2 separate regions of the Mus musculus genome follow, and region 2 is linked to region 1. The links are chromatin contacts, called in public HiChIP or PLAC-seq maps. All regions are on one chromosome and are shown on one strand. Each heading gives the region's core, a stretch centred on a gene start, on an enhancer-like site or on the middle of the called end of the contact. The rest is flanking DNA. Distances are from core to core; before and after follow the strand shown. Region 1 holds the start of Slc1a7 (solute carrier family 1 (glutamate transporter), member 7). Region 2 holds the start of Zfyve9 (zinc finger, FYVE domain containing 9).

Region 1 (2,700 bases), core at 31-2,530:
CACCCCCCAGCTCCTCTGGTCCCTAGATAACTCAGCCATTTTGGCTAGTTATCACCAGTCTTTGGCCCAGACCCCTCTTGATCCCAGCTCCTGCCTTGCCCTCCCTCCACCTCTCTCCTCACACAGCCAGGCTCAGTCTGGCTACATCCATCTAGACTCATCCAGATGCCTCTGGCTGTTTTCTCCCTCTTATCTACAGTGAACCTTTCCCTCTACCACACCTGGGAGCAATCATTTTGTCCTCCTTTTTGTTTCTTTTTTTCATTCAGATGTGATCAAGACACATTGTTCATATGTATAAAAAAGAATAAATAAGAATACTTTTAAGGGCTGGTGAGATGGCTCAGTGGGTTAGAGCACCCGACTGCTCTTCCAAAGGTCCGGAGTTCAAATCCCAGCAACCACATGGTGGCTCACAACCATCTGTAACGAGATCTGACTCCCTCTTCTGGAGTGTCTGAAGACAGCTACAGTGTACTTACATATAATGAATAAATAAATCTTAAAGACTCCCTCTTCTGGAGTGTCTGAAGACAGCTACAGTGTACTTACATATAATGAATAAATAAATCTTAAAAAAAAAGAATACTTTTAAAATAAAAAACAGTTCCTGAGGGACATGGGATGGGTCATCTTGGACTTAAAGCCCCTTGGAAGAAAGTTTATTCATTTCCTGTTGTCATTAGGCTGAGGTCAGGACAACTAAACTCAAGTCTAAATTCCTCACAGTGTCACCTGACCCCACACTGCTGAGTGCCAGCTTAGTGACTGTGCCGAGGGACCCAGGCTCTTGGGGTCTCAGTGGTCTCAGATCTCAATGAGGTCATCAAATGGCAATGATGTGGAGACTGGAACCCAGACCCAAAGTGTTGAGGTTGAGCTCCCCCCCCCCCCCTGACTCTCAGTAGCTCACAGGGTAAGCCTGGGCGCATTGTTACTCTTTCCACAGAGGACACCCGTGAATCTGCACTGACAAATTCACACACTCACTCCTGGAGACTGACGTCAGTATGAATCATGCTGACACAATACCATGCATCTAGGACAGCCATCAGATGTCCACTAGCACTACTGAGGTGGGCGGTCACTGGAACCTCGCTGCCTTGCTTCTACATCTTTCCGGAATAGGTGGAGGTGAAGCACCTCTGCTTCCTCTCATGGTGTCTGGTCCCTCCCCTCTTCAAGAGAAGCATTTGGCTTTGAGGACTGGACGCCCCGACCACGTGGCCTGCTCTAATTTCCCAGGCCCTAATCTGCTCCTAGCTCCTAATGATGCAGCTGGTAATAGGATTGTGGCTTCCCTCTGGACGGCTGCACAGACCATGGCTGCAAGGCTGCTGATAGGTGCCTAGGACTCTGTTCACCTGTAAGCAGAGAGGCTTGTGCCTCCAGCCCAGCCCTGGGCCTCATCTGACAGTGCATGGAATGGTGCCAACAGGCTGGGCTCAGCATGGTGCTCGACGCTGTCCTGGCTCGAGGGCGCACAGTGTGTAAGCACAACGGGCTGCTCATCCTGTCTGTGCTCTCTGTCATCGTGGGCTGCCTCCTTGGCTTCTTCCTCAGGACCCAGCGCCTCTCACCACAGGTCAGGCCCCCCCGGGGAGGTGTGGGTCTGCGGGGCTGGGGTTCTTAGAATTGTTACAGTAGGTGAGCCAGGTTGCTTCTTTGGGTCCCAGTGTTCCCATCTATATCGTGGGTGTAAAAACACCCACTGGTGTGAGATGTCAGTAAAATGGCTGGCGAAATGGCAGCAAAGCCACAAAGCCAGCACAGTAAGGTGGCTGGGGACAAAGACGCGCCACTGAAAAAGCATAAGGTTGAGAGCAATGGAGAGGAGACCGGGGGTCTTCAGAGAACACCCCTACAGGTCCCTAACCAGGATCCAGAATGGGTTTCCTATGCGGCAGGACCAGCAGGATGAGGCTCAAGGGTGCATGAAAGTTGGGAGCAATGGGTCAAGCCTTTTATTTGGAGGAGGGCTATTGGAATATACAGGGAAAGTAAGGGGCTGGAGTGTAGAGAGCAAAGGCTGAAAGGTTCCCATCACCAGACACAGGCTTGGGATAACCCTGCAAACCATGGAAAGGAAGAGAGACCTGAAGGATGAACACTTTAGAGTGATCCCTGGGTGCAGAGTGGAAGATGAGGTGGTCGTGGATCAGATGGGGTTGGGGGAAGCTGCAGGGAAGCAAGTGACCCTGGGCTGAAGAGGAGGTGTGAGAACAGCGCTCATGGAGAGGAAACTTCAGGAGGTGTGGCTGGCGGGAAATGGGAGACAGAGTGGTGAGGCTGCCTCATCAATGCATCATCTGGGAAAGATCTTTCTGTGGACCGGGGAAGACCCCGGTGATGTTACATAAGACACTATAGATGCCTGTTCCAACAAGGGAGACACAGTTCAGGACCATGGAGACAGTGTCAAGACCTCCAGCTGGGGAGACAAGCCTGAACTCCCCATGCAGCAGAGACAGGTGGGGTTTACAGCCCAGGCACAGAGGGACAGACAGCTCAGTGGGCAGGAAATGACTATGAAAGGGGACATCAAGAGTGAGGCCCTTGCCTGGTGCAGCAAGGCGGGGATCAAGTATTGAAAAGAGAAGGAAAAAAAATTGGATCAGATCTTGAATTGGATCAGATCTCGAGGGTAAGGGGGTTCTCATCAGATCTACTTAGCAGGGTTTTGGTTATGGTCCCACCATG
Region 2 (2,700 bases), core at 65-2,564, 810 kb after region 1:
TGTCAAACTACAATCACTAACTTTTTTTTACATCCTTACCAGAACAAAACAAATCATTTTTCTTGTACAACTGAGTTTATATCCCATTTTCGGCATGTCCTTGCAATTAGGGTAATTAGTATGATTTAAAATCTTCTTGCCATCCGTTCTCTATTTGAGTAAAACATTTTTGTACCAAGGACTGGGGCATTAAAACATTTCCTGTCTCTCTAAAGGTGGAAAAGACATCTTCCTAAAAGATTTTTTTTTTCTTTTTTTAACTGTGAGTAGCTAGGAAACTTAGCATAGCAAAGATGGGATGGGGCTTTCTCCAAAGCAGACCTCGCTCAGAGACAAGATGTAACATAAGGAGGAAAGGATGAGCTAGCGGCAGGTGATGAAATTTCACCTCAAAAAAGGACGCAAAAGGCTGTGTCTCCAGCAAGGGAGGCGTGAATGCTACTCCTGGAGTACCAGGGGCTCCGAGTGCCCCGCACTCTCTGCACCTCAATACTCACCACTCCCCACCCAGGGGGTGGCTCCGCAGGACTCAGTACGCGGAGCAGGCAAGCCAAAGCTGTTTGCAAACAAGCGTCCTCTGCCTCCCTCCGGGATGTGCTCGAAGGGCCCTGGGAAGGAAGGCACGCTCGGCCCCGCCCGGGACAAACGCGAAGGGCACCGGTGCGGCCGCCAGCCCGATCTTCACGTACCCGGCCGCGCCGGAACCCAGGCCCGGCTAAGGGCTTCCCGGCGACTCGGGGCCTAGTCGCCCCCCGCACGCCTTCAATCTCCCGGGGACCCACGGAGAAAGGGCCGAGGCCCCAGAGCTCCGGGGTGCCCGCGGCGGCCGCACTGGCAGGACGCTCCGTCCGCCCGGCCCAATAGCTGGCGCCAGGACCCCTGGGCGGCGCAAGCAGACGAGCCCCGAACCGCAGCGCGCCACACTCACCGCCTCTCCATGGCCCGGGGGTCGTCACTCAGCCGAGAGCCTCGTCCTCAGCGGGGCTCCGCCGCGAAGCCTCGCACTCCTGAGGGGGCTGCGGTCTCAGCGGCCGGGACTGAGGCCCAGCGCCCCTCCAGCCGCCTCAGCCACGCGGGTCCGGGAAAGCGCGGCCGAGCGCGGCCGAGCGCGGCCGGGGGCGCAGCTTACGGCGGGACAACCGAGGCGATGCAGGCAGACGGGCTCGGCGAAGCCTCGGGCGCCGCCGCGGTGGCCGCTTCAGCCGCCCGCGCCGCTGGGCCACAGCGCCCCCTGGACCCCACGTCCCGCTACGGCGCCGGGACTGCGGCGGCCGCACCGGGCACGAGCGGCAGGGAACGCGAGGCAGCGCGGCCTGGGGGTGGCGGGGCCCCGTGCGCCCTGCGCCGCCCGCGGCCCGTGGCCCGCCCCTGACGCGGCTTCCCGGGAGCCGGAAGCTGTCGGCTCCCCCCACACCCCACCCCCGTCAGACCCCAGCACCTTTTTCTTCCCTCCAAGAAGGTATGTGAATGCTTTCGTCACTCGTCTCCGAGAGCGGGAATGTGAGGGAATCTCGGTTCATTTCTCGTGGAGACAGGGGGTCCCTTTTAATTCCCTCAGTGCGTCAGTATGAAAGGAGCGTGACCCAGAACAAATCCCTTTTTTCTTTTCCTAAGCACATGCACAATCCCTTCCCAAAGCAGATAAAGGAATCATCTTTGACCTCAACTTTTTTGGAGCTACTGTGCAGATTCACTACAGAAATGTGCTATAGAATTCCTTAAACCCTATCCTTACCTACAAAGTAGGGGGGAGAAAACAAAAAACAAACAAACAAAACAAAACAAAATTTAAAAAACGCTGACAAAGAGAAGAGAATAACCAACGGGTTGTCCTGAAACCGATAAACAACTTAAAGGTAAGAAAAGACTCATCCTTTTACTAACTTAACCCTGGCCACCACCTCTACCACTTCTGGGTCACCCACCCCTTATCAAATCCTAGATAAAAACTCTGAAAGAAGGAAATTGTTGTGGTTATATTAAAGGCTATGCAGTCATTTTGTTTACAAATGCCTCCTGTTTGATCTTGCCCAGCCTCTAGGATGCTAACATAACGTCACAACTAAAGACTGTCAGAAGGGAAATAGGAAAAAGAAAAAAAAAATTTTAAATCCCCTGGTCCCTCAAATTCCCAAATACTGTGTTTGTTTGGTTGGTTGGTTGGTTGGTTTTGTTTCTGGGAGCTATACTGGAACAAGCAAGGACTTTGGTGTCAGGCAGATCCTGATGCCACTGGTTCCAGTTACATCATGTAGAGTTTTATGACCCTGGCAAGTTATGTAATATTTTTGAACCTCTGTTTTCTCCTGCCTGCCTAGCTGGTTGTGAAGGTTGGGGATGGAAGGACGGGCCTATAGTTCCAATTTTTGTTAATTCCAGAACACCCTAACACTTACTTAGTCATTCTTAATCTGGAGATTGTGCCCATCTGTGTGTGTTTATCCCACCACACTCCCCAACCCCGCTCGTGTGTGTCTGTGTGTGTGTGTGTGTGTGTGTGTGTGCGTGTGCGCGTGTGTGTGTGTGTGTGTGTGTGTGTGTGTGTGTGTGTGTTCCTATCAAAAGGTCATTCTCATCATCCTGGTCTAAGTGAAATTTCCCTGAATTTCACTCGTGCATTTATGTAACATCCTCCTCTGAAGAGGAGAACCTAGTACACTGGATCCTTTGACATTCTACAGCACAGCAGATATCAAAATA

Evidence for each region. HiChIP or PLAC-seq counts read pairs in DNA pulled down with a chosen protein or histone mark.
Region 2: an H3K4me3 HiChIP or PLAC-seq map of stem cell-derived neural progenitor cells shows a contact between it and region 1, with 6 times the contacts expected there. The contact joins the promoter of Zfyve9 here to the promoter of Slc1a7 in region 1. A contact is called at or near these places in 1 of 39 promoter capture datasets (hippocampal neurons) and 1 of 115 datasets of contacts at active chromatin or transcription factors (stem cell-derived neural progenitor cells).

Annotation. Positions count from the first base shown.
Region 1 is chr4:107,967,126-107,969,825 of GRCm38.p6, forward strand. It overlaps Slc1a7 (solute carrier family 1 (glutamate transporter), member 7), which reads left to right and starts at 1,281. Exons shown (of 11, transcript NM_146255.3): 1 at 1,281-1,585. The coding sequence starts at 1,451.
Region 2 is chr4:108,779,525-108,782,224 of GRCm38.p6, forward strand. Zfyve9 (zinc finger, FYVE domain containing 9) reads right to left here and starts at 1,315. Exons shown (of 19, transcript NM_001384118.1): 1 at 929-1,315.